4 separate regions of the Mus musculus genome follow, and regions 1, 2 and 3 are each linked to region 4. The links are chromatin contacts, called in public promoter capture Hi-C maps. All regions are on one chromosome and are shown on one strand. The core of a region is the stretch at or near the end of the contact, and the rest is flanking DNA. Distances in the headings are between cores, read along the strand shown. Region 1 holds the start of Arg1 (arginase, liver). Region 2 overlaps Gm36228 (a long non-coding RNA gene). Region 3 holds the start of Enpp3 (ectonucleotide pyrophosphatase/phosphodiesterase 3). Region 4 holds the start of Akap7 (A kinase (PRKA) anchor protein 7).

Evidence for each region. Promoter capture Hi-C pulls out the DNA fragments that hold promoters and counts their contacts.
Region 1: a contact with region 4 is called in a promoter capture Hi-C map of liver, with 2.3 times the contacts expected there. The contact joins the promoter of Arg1 here to the promoter of Akap7 in region 4. A contact is called at or near these places in 5 of 39 promoter capture datasets (the 3T3-L1 cell line, hippocampal neurons, liver and 1 more), 2 of 115 datasets of contacts at active chromatin or transcription factors (bone marrow-derived macrophages and stem cell-derived neural progenitor cells) and 2 of 9 other capture datasets (adipose tissue and liver).
Region 2: a promoter capture Hi-C map of liver shows a contact between it and region 4, with 2.0 times the contacts expected there. The contact joins the enhancer-like site here to the promoter of Akap7 in region 4. A contact is called at or near these places in 10 of 39 promoter capture datasets (the 3T3-L1 cell line, 3T3-L1-derived adipocytes, the HPC-7 cell line and 6 more), 3 of 115 datasets of contacts at active chromatin or transcription factors (embryonic stem cells and large pre-B cells) and 1 of 9 other capture datasets (adipose tissue).
Region 3: a promoter capture Hi-C map of stem cell-derived epiblast-like cells shows a contact between it and region 4, with 3 times the contacts expected there. The contact joins the promoter of Enpp3 here to the promoter of Akap7 in region 4. A contact is called at or near these places in 8 of 39 promoter capture datasets (cranial neural crest, fetal liver, hematopoietic stem and progenitor cells and 4 more).

Annotation. Positions count from the first base shown.
Region 1 is chr10:24,926,139-24,928,838 of GRCm38.p6, forward strand. Arg1 (arginase, liver) reads right to left here and starts at 1,332. Exons shown (of 8, transcript NM_007482.3): 1 at 1,174-1,332. The coding sequence starts at 1,230. Gm40616 (a long non-coding RNA gene) reads left to right here. Exons shown (of 4, transcript XR_001779741.2): 3 at 824-1,635.
Region 2 is chr10:24,950,349-24,953,246 of GRCm38.p6, forward strand. The region is part of intron 2 of Gm36228 (a long non-coding RNA gene); the gene reads right to left. Among named protein-coding and RNA genes, the nearest start is that of Gm36228, 8.1 kb to the right of the region's middle. Within about 2 kb of position 1,488, at least 12 of the 459 cell types and tissues checked have an H3K27ac peak or open chromatin away from gene starts, as enhancers often do. A contact at or near this core is called in liver, where this site is marked.
Region 3 is chr10:24,834,872-24,837,571 of GRCm38.p6, forward strand. Enpp3 (ectonucleotide pyrophosphatase/phosphodiesterase 3) reads right to left here and starts at 1,324. Exons shown (of 25, transcript NM_134005.2): 1 at 1,145-1,324. The coding sequence starts at 1,222.
Region 4 is chr10:25,295,339-25,298,346 of GRCm38.p6, forward strand. It overlaps Akap7 (A kinase (PRKA) anchor protein 7), which reads right to left and starts at 1,741. Exons shown (of 8, transcript NM_001379238.1): 1 at 1,590-1,741.

The DNA of each region.
Region 1 (2,700 bases), core at 82-2,581, 370 kb before region 4:
TCAGAGATCCACCTGCCTCTGCCTCCCGAGTGCTAGGATTAAAGGCGTGCGCCACCACGCCCGGCCATATTGTGGTTTTAAAGGCATCATGAATCAACAAAATACCCCCATATTCTAGTGTTCTGGGAGAGCTCTGTGGAGATTTTTCCATAGAAGGTGAAATGCTATTACTGATACCAAATACAGTCTGGGTCTCCAACCTTCCACAATTTGTATAGTGAAGAGGGTGTGTGTGTGGGGGGGGGCGGGGGGCAGATTATATCTTTAGGTTCCACAGTTTAAAAGGCTAAAGGCTGCCTGAGTCTAAAAGCCAAGAGAAAGACCCCACGTAAAACAAAAGGACCCAGGAGTCACACACCACCTTGCTTGGCTTGGATTCCCCCCGTCCTTTTTAAACACAGAGAGTTGGAGCCTAAGGCATCCTGCTATCTCATTCTAATTAGCAGCCTGAGCGTATCCACGCAGACGGGGAATGAGGAGCGCATTTAGGCAGTGCTGACATGCGTGAGTCACTTAGGCGGGCTAGGCAGAGATTTATGGATCCATTAGTCGTGCAGACCTGATGTATTGTTTTATTTGTTCTCCTTAAAGAGAGATGTAAACCCCCCACCTCCCCCCCCATCTCCCCCCCCCAACTAATACTCAAAATCATTAAGCTCAAAATACCATGAATTCTTCGCAAACTTGCAAAAGCTCTATTATTTAAGTTATCCAAATTAAAACAAGCCTAAAGGCTACCTACCACCACCCATTACATTTTTCTAAGCATGAATTACGTAACCAGACTAATGTGTTTTCTTACAATCTCTCACTCCATACTCAGAAAACATCAAAAGCACCAAGAGCCACCGTAACTATGAGAGAAACTGCAGCCCAGACACAGGTGATCTACATCCAGAGGGTTTTTCTTCAAGCTTTGTAGTGACTCTTTGTCTTGAAATGGACTTTGGCAGGATCCAAAAGTCGGCAAGCATACTATGCCACACAGTGGTGAAGAGACTTGAGCTCTAGCACCTGGAGCCCAGATGGTGCTGGGAAGCTTGTAGCCCCAAGGCAACGCCTGTTAAGTGTTAAGAATGTAACATTTCCAGCTTGCAGCTAGACCACGATGCCTGGCAAGTGTTAAAATGTAACACTTCCCAATAAATTCCAGTCATTCAAAGCCAAACTCACCTGTCCTTTTGAGAAAGGCGCTCCGATAATCTCTAAGGACTTTGGCTTGGAGCTCATGCTCTCTCTGGGTTCCAGCGGCTGCTGCTGCTGCATGTGCTCGGGCTGTCCAGCTCCTCTCCACCGGCCGTAACCCTAAAAGACAGAGGGCACATCTTTTTCCCCCCTTATAATCAGGTTGGATCTGTTTATCCAACAACTGGCTCCGCCCACCGAATGGAAGAATGACAGAGTCAACAGAACCTCCCCATCAGAGGAACTACCATTCTTCCCTCTGAGCATTATTCATCCGTCCAGTTCACACCCTTTTGAAAAAGCCAGCTGGATGACATTAATCTCTCCTCAGACAATTGACAATTATGTGTGATTTCATAACCTCATGTGAAGTGCTAGGCTTCCGGCCTGGGCACCTCAGGGCAGGGTGCTCACCTTTTCCAGGATTTAAGTCCACTGGGGACTTGCAAGGTGAGGCTAAAACAGCAAGTGGGGGGGGGGGGTGAGGGGGTGGGGGGGGTGTCTCTTACTTCCCTCCTGTTGAGCATCCTGAGTCAAGGCTTCAAGTTCTGGGGAAAGTGAGACACATTTCATGTGTCACCAGGTTACACTGTCTAGGAAAGCATGGGGCTGGTTTTTGTTTTATATTGTTGTTGTTGTTATTATTATTATTATTTACAGGAAGGCATCATTTATTTCCCTGACAACCCAAAGCAGTTCTATTTTTGAAATACAGTCTCCAGGAAAATCTCATTTTTGGAATCATGATATCCCAAGATAGGGAAAGCAAACTAGCTAATATGAGTTGTCTTTGTCGTGTGCCAAGTGCTATTCTAGTTAATGTTCTTTCGCTTCCTGTTTCCTCTTTAAACTAACTTCAGACTGAGAATCATTCTTATGCTGTTTTGCCCAGGAAGAGACTGCAGCTTGGTGAGGTTGCTAGTCACATACAGGTTGCAGAAGAATCGAAACGGAGCAATGGGCATTCTGCACCCGCCGAGCTGCCGCGATTCTAATCTACACACCAGCAGAGTGTCAGCAGGGCCCCCTGAGATCTAGGGCAGATGAGAGAGGCCAGCCGGTAACACCAAGCCCGATGACCCGAGTTTGACCCGAAGAACCCATTTGGTGCAAGGAAAGAGTCAACTCCTCCAAGTTGATCTCTGACCTCCACGTGGGTGATGTGGTCCGGTCCCTGTGTAAAGCCACCCCCAACACTAAAGAAATATTTTTAAAAGTATTAATTTAGAAGAAACACAACCAAGTATTCTCCCAGTTACAAAGTTACATGATTATAATTTTAAAAAGAAAACCCACATGTCAGAAGTAAATTTCTTTAACCTTGTGAGGACAAAAAGCACCCAGAATTTTAATACCTCAAGAAAGATTCTGTTCCCTCTACCATCAGTACATAGAATCGTTCAGTACAAAATAAACATTGACTTATTGATTGAATAAATGTATTGCATTTATTGAATGAATAAATCAAGAAGCCAAAGTCCCTCAGGACCATTTTGATACCTCCTTTTCAAATAT
Region 2 (2,898 bases), core at 238-2,737, 350 kb before region 4:
AGGAGCTTCCAAACAATCCATGTTCGTCATCTAGCAGATGTAGCAACTGGAGGAACTTAAGCTTGCTCTCTCTCTCTCCCTCTTCCCCTTTTTACAGGAAATGGAAATGTCATTCCCTCTCTTGTCTCTCTCACATAGTTCATACAGAGATAAAACATGGGAAGAAACTGTGAAAACTGTTCAGTGCTGAACAAACACAAACTGGTATTGCTCTGTTAGCACTGTGCTCCTGTGTCCTGCATGTTAGTGCTGTGTGCTCCCGTGTCCTGCATGTTAGTGCTGTGTGCTCCCGTGTCCTGCATGTTAGTGCTGTGTGCTCCTGCCTCCTGTACTGCTGATGCTGTTTTTCAGTCCTGGCACTCAGCAATGCTCACTGAATGGAGCGCTAAGACTGTAACTCACCAGCGTTTCTCAGAGTTGGGCTTGTGGTCCACCTGTAACAAACTGCCTCATGTACCAGTTTAAAAGTCTTGCTATGCAATGACTCTTCTCTACCCAAGAAGACTTGATTCTGTGATTTCCCAAACTTCCCCAAAGGCTCTGGTGCAGGTGGAAATGGAGAATCACTGGATAGGGCTGGCATTGTAACTGCCCATCCTCATCCAGATCTTTAGTGAGAAGAGGTGCCGTTTCCTACTGGGCTAAAAGTCAAGCAAAGTGTAGTACAAGGAAGTGCAGTGCAAGGACTCGACTTGATCACATCACATGTTCCTTTGAGATTCATCTTTGAATGTCAGCTTTCCCAAACAGATGGCTCATTTCTTACCAATCAGTTCTCAAGAGACAATTCTACCTTCTCACTAAATCAGGGTTGTGTGTGTGTGGGTTTGTGTGTGTGTGAAAAATACTACCTGCCACAGTTGCTAACAGTCAAACTGAACCCGAGCTGTCCCTATGGAAGAGAGAAACTAGGCCAGCTCTTCCTGGGTGATGGAGACCATGAATAATGCATATAGAATGCACCTACTTCTCACGTGGGTCTTATTGTGATAATATTTCCAATTATGTTAAAGTATAAGAACTGTAGGGAAAAACAGAAGGGAGCATATCAAAATATTAATCATTGTGTGTTCAGCAACTTCTGTTTTCCCCAGTAGAGAAGGGTAGGTCCCCATCAAGGAACAATTAATAAAATATCCACTCCCAAGATCAGATAGTAAGACTCATTCACACAGAAAGTCCCTGCTTGGCCTGAAGCTGTGCTCATTTATATGAGTGTAGTATAAGCCTCAGCACTCCATCAATCATCACAAGTCTGTCATGAACTTGAGTGTGGGAAAAGACAAGGAGGCATGAACAAGCATGCTGGAATCTTTGACCCACTAGATGAAGTCAGAAACCCTGGCTGGCCCTAACGGTTATTAACTTCAGTTCTAGAATGTCATTTGCCAGGAACTTTGTTGGATCGGGCTATGGTTTACTGTCCTACACGGTGAAACTGCCCAGGGAAGTGCAAGGTGATTCTCTTGGGAAAGAAAAGCAAACAGATTTGGAACATCTAGTGCTGTTTGACTTTTCCACCTTTGACGCTGAGCGCAGAGGATCAGAGCCGAGAGGCATACGTGTTAGACCGTAACACTTCAGGAGTAGCCATTTGTGTAATATCTAGTATAAGGTGCCATGGGTGGCAGATTCCCTTCTCGTAGGGCAGGGAGTTCCTTGTGCTCTGCCTCCCCCAAGGCATCTAGATTTGCCCACAACACTGCTCTGCGTTGATGCTGACTGGGCAGTTATGACTGGTCTTTCCAGAAGCCTAACTGGGCACACACTTACTTTCAGTGCTGGTGAGGCTTGGACCTGACTTTTCACTATAGGGATGATGATGATAGCGAAGAGCGGAAGTGTCACAAAGCTCTGTCCATCCCGGAAGGGCCTAGTGAACCACGACAAATACGGTGGATCAGGAGATGTTGCCATCTCTCTTTAATCTCTTGACGATCCTCTCTGCTCTGGCCCTGGGCATACAGGTTACAAAGGTCTCTCCTGTCCTCCCACATGTCTAAAGGACAGTCCACCAGCACACTGGCTCCATCTCCTTTACAAGTGAGAGGAAAGCCCAAACCCCTTCCTATGGCATCCTCCAGGCTTCACAACCTCACTAGTCTGTGAGATTTGCTTTTAGCTTCTAATTATGAAACCAGCCAAGCAAATTTCTCAATTATCTAGCTTAGGGCACAGAGGTCTTGCTTTAAAGGCCGAAATGAGGGAGATTTATACTTTTAAATATCATTTTTAAGAGCACAACTCCTTTCTGCACAGCTCCTCTCTTGAGAGCAGTCCACTGCGTGGCCACCTTGGCAGCCAATCAAGGAAGACACGAGGAGCCTGGCTAAGGCCTGTGGGCAGAGGGCCAAAGCTCCTTCATGTTTTCAGCAGCCATCCTCATGCACGAAGCAAGTTACGGAACTCAAAACCCCTGGTGTATTTTTATCATTTTTCAGCAGAAGGGTGAGGATAAAGAAATGTGAAGGAAATACCAAGGGTGGGTCATAGTTAATTTATTACAAAGGAACCAAGGTCAGGAGTTTCATTCTTATCCTCACTCGCTAATTATAGTATTGTCGAGTCATTACCTTTTCAAAAGAACATTTAGGTCGCTTGGGCATATATCCAGAAGATGTCCCAACCAGTAAGAAGGACACATGCTCCACTATGTTCATAGCAGCCTTGTTTATAATAGCCAGAAGCTGGAAAGAACCCAGATGCCCCTCAACAGAGGAATGGATACAGAAAATGTGGTACATTTACACAATGGAATACTACTCAGCTATTAAAAAAATGAATTTATGAAATTCCTAGGCAAATGGTTGGACCTGGAGGGTATCATCCTGAGTGAAGTAACCCAATCACAAAGGAACTCGCACAATATGTACTCACTGATAAGTGGATATTAGCCCA
Region 3 (2,700 bases), core at 74-2,573, 460 kb before region 4:
GGGGAAAGAAACCTGAGCCTGTGTGCCTGCCCACAGGTGCCTCAGGAAGAAAAAGAAAAGAACAATCTAAAAATACATTTAGGACCCAGATTTAGCTCCCAAGGGGTTTGATTCCTTGAGTGACAAACTAAGACAAAGGTAAGGGCAAGAAAGCCGCAAGGAGGGCTGTGTAAGTCCTGGAAAGATAAACTCTGAGGAGCTACTGAGGATTTGTTGTCCTCACGGGTCATAGCTACAAACTGCTTGACCTTTCTTGGGAAACAGAAAGGAGAGCTGACATATGTTAGCCCGAGGAATCTGAGAGCAGCTGCAGCCAGCCAGATGTGAAAAAAAATACTGCATTTGGTTTTGGCTGGAGGTGCTGGGTGAGTAGTCAGGCAGGAGACATCCAAAAAGAAGTCGGAGATGATGGTGGCTTGGGTTGGGGGAAGGTATCATTTAACATCTCAGGGGAACACACAGATTGCCTAAAGAAAAGATCACTGGGTAAGAAGGATGTAGAGTGAGGTCTTGAGTAACATTCAATGAAGATAAAGATAAGTCCGTCAAAAAGCAAGTATGTCTTGGAAACGAGCGTTTCAAGATTATCCAGGAAGCAGGGGGAGAGAACGTTTTAAAAAAGAAAGAAAAAGATAAAACCCTCAACAACATTCATGTATTGTTAGGGACATTCAGATAGGAAACAGGGGAGGGGGGTGGATTAGTCTCTAAAGGAGCACTTAATTCATATGGGGGGGGGGAACAGAGCAAAGTGAGGAAGGAAGCAAAAGAAGTAATCTCCACATGGTAAATAAACAGAATGAAATGTTGATAAAGATCAACAGATCCTTAAGACGTATGTGTCAAGTGATTTCAGTTGCTAAATTCTTGCTCGTACAGTATTCGTACCAGTCAAAAATTGCTTGCGCTCTAATTATAAACACGTGGAAAACAAAATCAGTCCAGCACGGTCTCAGATTTCTGTCAGAAATGCTGGACACAATAACTTAGCATTCTAACCTAAATTGCAACACAAACAAACCTAATGCTGGACACAATTACTTCACATTCTGACTTAATAGCGACACAAGCAAGCCTAAGTGGGAAGGCAGGCACTTCAATCTGCCACCAAGCTTGTAAGACTAAAATGAACAGTTTTGCTTACCACACAAAGGATCTTGTATTTCTTGAGACTGTCTTTCTTAATGGGCTCCTCTGTGGCTAATGCTAGCCTGGAATCCATTGTTCCCGTAGCTGTGTAAACCTGTCTAGCCAGAAAATAAGGCTCTTTCTTCCCTCTGGGGAGGGAAAAAGGAACTGTCCTGCCTGCCCCAGCTGTGACTGACTTTTAAATCCGGGAGAAAAGCAGAGCTCTGTAGCGATTGGTCAATTGAAGAGGGAAAAGCCTTGTTAACAAACAGCGTTGCCCACAGAATAAAGTCCATTTCTCTCTCGGACATTGTGGACAGCAGTTCTTTACAGCTTTAGAAGTAATAATGCATACTAATCGGGATATGTAGATAGCAAGAATAGAATATTAATCACACTTATAAAAAGCTACTCATTTGTTTTGTTTTTGTCTGTGGAAAGAACTTGTGTCACTTCTTATCTCCTAAGCACCAGGATTACATCATGTGTCCCCCAATTTACAAATTGCTGGGAACTGAATCCATGGCTTCATACCAGCTGAGCTCCACCCCAGCTCGGTTGCTTTCTGGGTTTTGTTTCTGTTTGTGTGTTTGGCAGTATCATATACCATGTTAGTCAGAGTGGTTTTCCAAGCCCTCCTATCTCAATCTTCCAAAGGCTGACAAGAAGCCCTGTACAGGGAGTTTGTACATCCATATAGATGTCATGCTGCAGTTGCAAGCTAGTACATTTATTAAAGGACTGGAGGACTGGAGAGACAGCTCAGCAGTCATGAGCTCTTGCTTGCTTCTGCAGAGAAAGTTCAGATCTCAGCACCTCTGTCAGGCTGCTCAGCAGTTCCAGCTCCGGGGACCCGATTTCCTCCTCTGTCCTCCAAGGCCCCCTGCACTCATACACACACACACACCCCGCCCCCAACATACACACACACACACAATATACATTAAGTAATTAAAACAAAATAAAATGTGTTTGATTATAATAGAAATTCTGAAACTACTATAAAGATTTTTTTAATTATGAGAGGAGTGTATCTTACATTTTAGAATGTCTACAGTTTAAGAATTATTTTAAAGCAAACGACAAAATAGTATGTGTGGTGGTTTGATAGGAAGGGCTCCCATAAGCTTATATATTTGAGTGCTTAGTCACCAGAGAGTGGCGCTATTTCTAGGAATCAGATGGATTAAGAGGTGTAGTCTTGTTGGAAAAAGTGTGTCCCTTGAGGGTGGGATTTGAAGTTTCAAAAGTCCACTGTCTCCTCCCCCTCTTCCCCCACCCCCCTCTCTCTCAGTCTCAGTAGATAGATGGAGAAATAAATAGATAGATAGGTAGGTAGATAGATAGATAGATAGATAGATAGATAGATAGATAGATAGATAGATAGATAGAGGGATGGATAGATATATTCCTACCTATGGATCAGGATGCAAAACTCTCCAAAGCTACTTCTCCAGTACTGTCCAGTACTGTCTTCTCCAGTACTGTGCTCCCAGGCAAGATGATAATAGACTAACCTTCAAAAATATACCTAAGTCCACACTTACATGTTTTCTCTGATAAAAGTTGCCT
Region 4 (3,008 bases), core at 491-2,990:
CAAGGTCATGCTGACTTAGCATACACAAAGCCCTAGGCTTTATCCCCAGTGTTACAAAAACAAGCATAAGTCAAAAAGTAGCTAGAAAACTGCATGTTCCCAAGACGTACGGGTAGGAAAGGAAGAATAAAAGCTGAAGTGTTTCTGAATGCCAAATACTTTCCAACCACTGTACTAGGTTGTTTCTAAAGTGAATATTGCTTTTGTAAGAAAAACCATGAATGTATGTAAAGAATCTTCTCAAGCCAAGAAAGTAAATGCATTCAAATCCTCAGATCACAGGGACACTTCAGCAAACACTACCAAAGCCAAGCAAACAGAAAACAAAAAAGACAGACAGACAGACAGACAGACTGCCCAAGTCCTACAAAGTAAGTTTCCTATCTGAACAACAAAACACACCTTCATTGGGCAAGACTCTCTTCTGGTTCCCCAGCACTGTAAACAGCTATGGAATGGGCCTGTCATTCATTACGGTCTATCTACTTCGACTAGCTACGTAAAACAGCAGAGTAGGTCTCCAGAAATGTTTAAACTTCATGCCAACCAGGCCACTTACCCAGTGTGCTTCCATTTGCGCCTCATGAAGAGGGAGCAATCCAAATTATTAAGGAGAAATTGACAAATCGACACTACATGAATGGAAGGACCCAGTAAACTGGACAAGTGCCATAAGCTTTGTCACTATAGGGAAACGATGCGCTAACAGCATCCCAAACTGCAAAGCCACACGGTGTAAAAAGGTGAGAAGAGTCCTCTCTTTCCAACTATTACCCTATTCCCTTCTGCCTATTACCCACACTCCTGTAACCTTATAAAAACATCTCAAGCAGGGACACTCTGGGCATCTCCTCACGTGATACGAGTAATTGCATTCACATGAAATTTATAAACGCATGTACATTATTCACCTGATTTATATTTACATACATATAAAGTATTTACATAGCATGCTTGGACTGCCTATTTTAATATTCTTACGCTTTGTATACATGTAGGTGTTCTTGTAGAACACCTTTTTCCCCTTACTTCCCAGTCCCTTTCCCTCCGAGTCCAACCTCTAATTCCTACCCAGGTTCAGCATACAACGAAAGTTGACCCAAGCTGAAGTACATCCTGGGCGCCAGCAGATTGGCGCCCGTTTTAAAGTGTGCCTTGCCAAGCCTCGAGTAAAACCCTAAATGAGACAAGACAGTGTTCAGAGGCTTCTATTTGCCATTTTAAAAAATAATTAGGTAAATAAAACGGAGTTTTTTTTTTCCCCCCTTGATTTTGTTAACCTCCCCAACACAGTAGGAAAGGATGTGCTGCAAAACTCTGGGTCATGGGTCACAAGATAGGAAGAGGTAAGAGAAACAACAACTTGTGTGTACACCCCTTTCGGTTCGAGGAGTGGAGTGGTGCACGGAGACCCACGGATGCAACCAAACTGCCCGGACTACCGGGCTGGACCGGGATGCCCAGGGTGTAGGGGGAGGGTCGATCGCGAGGGGCGTGGGGCTGCGGGCGGCCTGGGAGGCGGAGCGGGGCGGGCGAGCACGCCCCACGGCAGAGGCCGCCCCGGGGCGCGCAGGGCGGAGCGCTCTCACCCACGGCGGGGCGCTCCATGGTCGCGGCGCAGAGACGGAGGCGCGGGCCCGGGGCGCGCGGGACGGCGGGGGCGCGGGCCGCGGCGGCCAGGCCTGCGGAGGCGCAACGCCCCGCGAGTCGCAGCATCCCCGGCACCCGCCGCTTCAGGAGGAGCCGGAAGGGGCCGGCCCGGCGAGGCGTGGATACCCGGATCGGGGCGGTCCCCGGGGCCGTGCTGGGCTCGGGCTCCGACCTCTGGCCGCCCTCGGTTATTTCCTGCGGCGCGGCCCTTCCCGTCCCACGCTCGGAGGGGCGAGCCAGGGATCCAGAGAGCATTCCTTGGCCCGCTGTCCCTTGAGAACCCGTGTGTTTGCTTTAGCGTGGAGCTTTGGAAACACAGATCTGATTGCAAAATAGGCGGGCTGAGCAAAATGTACAATACAATAGCGAGACCTTGAACGTCGCTATAATGAGATGCTTTTATTTACTTGCCATTACCCCCCCCCCAAAAGTAGCATTTTCAACAGCAGTTTAAGAGCTAAAAGTTGGAATTGTTAAATGAAATCATCTACAAATTTTTTGCAGGCAAGGCTCCTCAGTATCTGAATAAAATAAGAGAAAACTATTTTTTTTAATAGTTAAAATATGAATATGTCTTGTAGAAAAGAATGCTACTGTTTTTTTCCGGGCTGGGGGCAAATGGTGGTATTACTGCTGGTTTGTTGGGGAATGTAATTTTAATTTAAGAAAATATGGTGGTGTGTCTCTTCTCCACAGCTGTAGCCCTTAAAGCTGGTAGGGAACTTTGAAGAATTCCCTGCTTAGCCCCTTTTTGTGGATCTTCACGGAAAACGGTCTTTTTAAAGGAGCAGGCTATCTAATCACAGAGAAAGAACGAAAAATAAGTAAGGGAGCTTGCGGCAAGAGGATCCTCAAAGGCCAGCCGATGCTAGCTGGACTGGACAGGGTACAGATAAGACGTTTAAGCATAAGGATTACTTTACGCAGTAGACAGAGAAACAACTCTTTGCCCTCCCTTTTCCTGCTGGAAGTAGACTATACATTTCTCTTTGTAAGGATTACTCCCCACTCTGTTTTAAAGGTGTATTTATGTAACTGGGGAGTAGGAGCAGTGCACTGACACAGCAAGGTTGACAGCCAGTTTGCAAAGAGTAGAGCACTACCCCCACTCCCCCCTCCTCGGGCTTCACAAAGGACGCTACAGACCTGGGAGACGTGGGTTCTGCACCTCATGTGTGGTCTGATGCTTGGGGGCGAGGTGTCTTCCTTCAGCTCAAGAGCCCACTCCTGGATTTCCCTCCTTTTAAAAACAAAACAAAACCAAAGCGCTGTGTTTCTATTTTAACCACACATCTGTGGTGTAATCCTTAGCCTTGGGATATAACTTCAGTGGAGGAACCAGAACACCAACCCAGCCC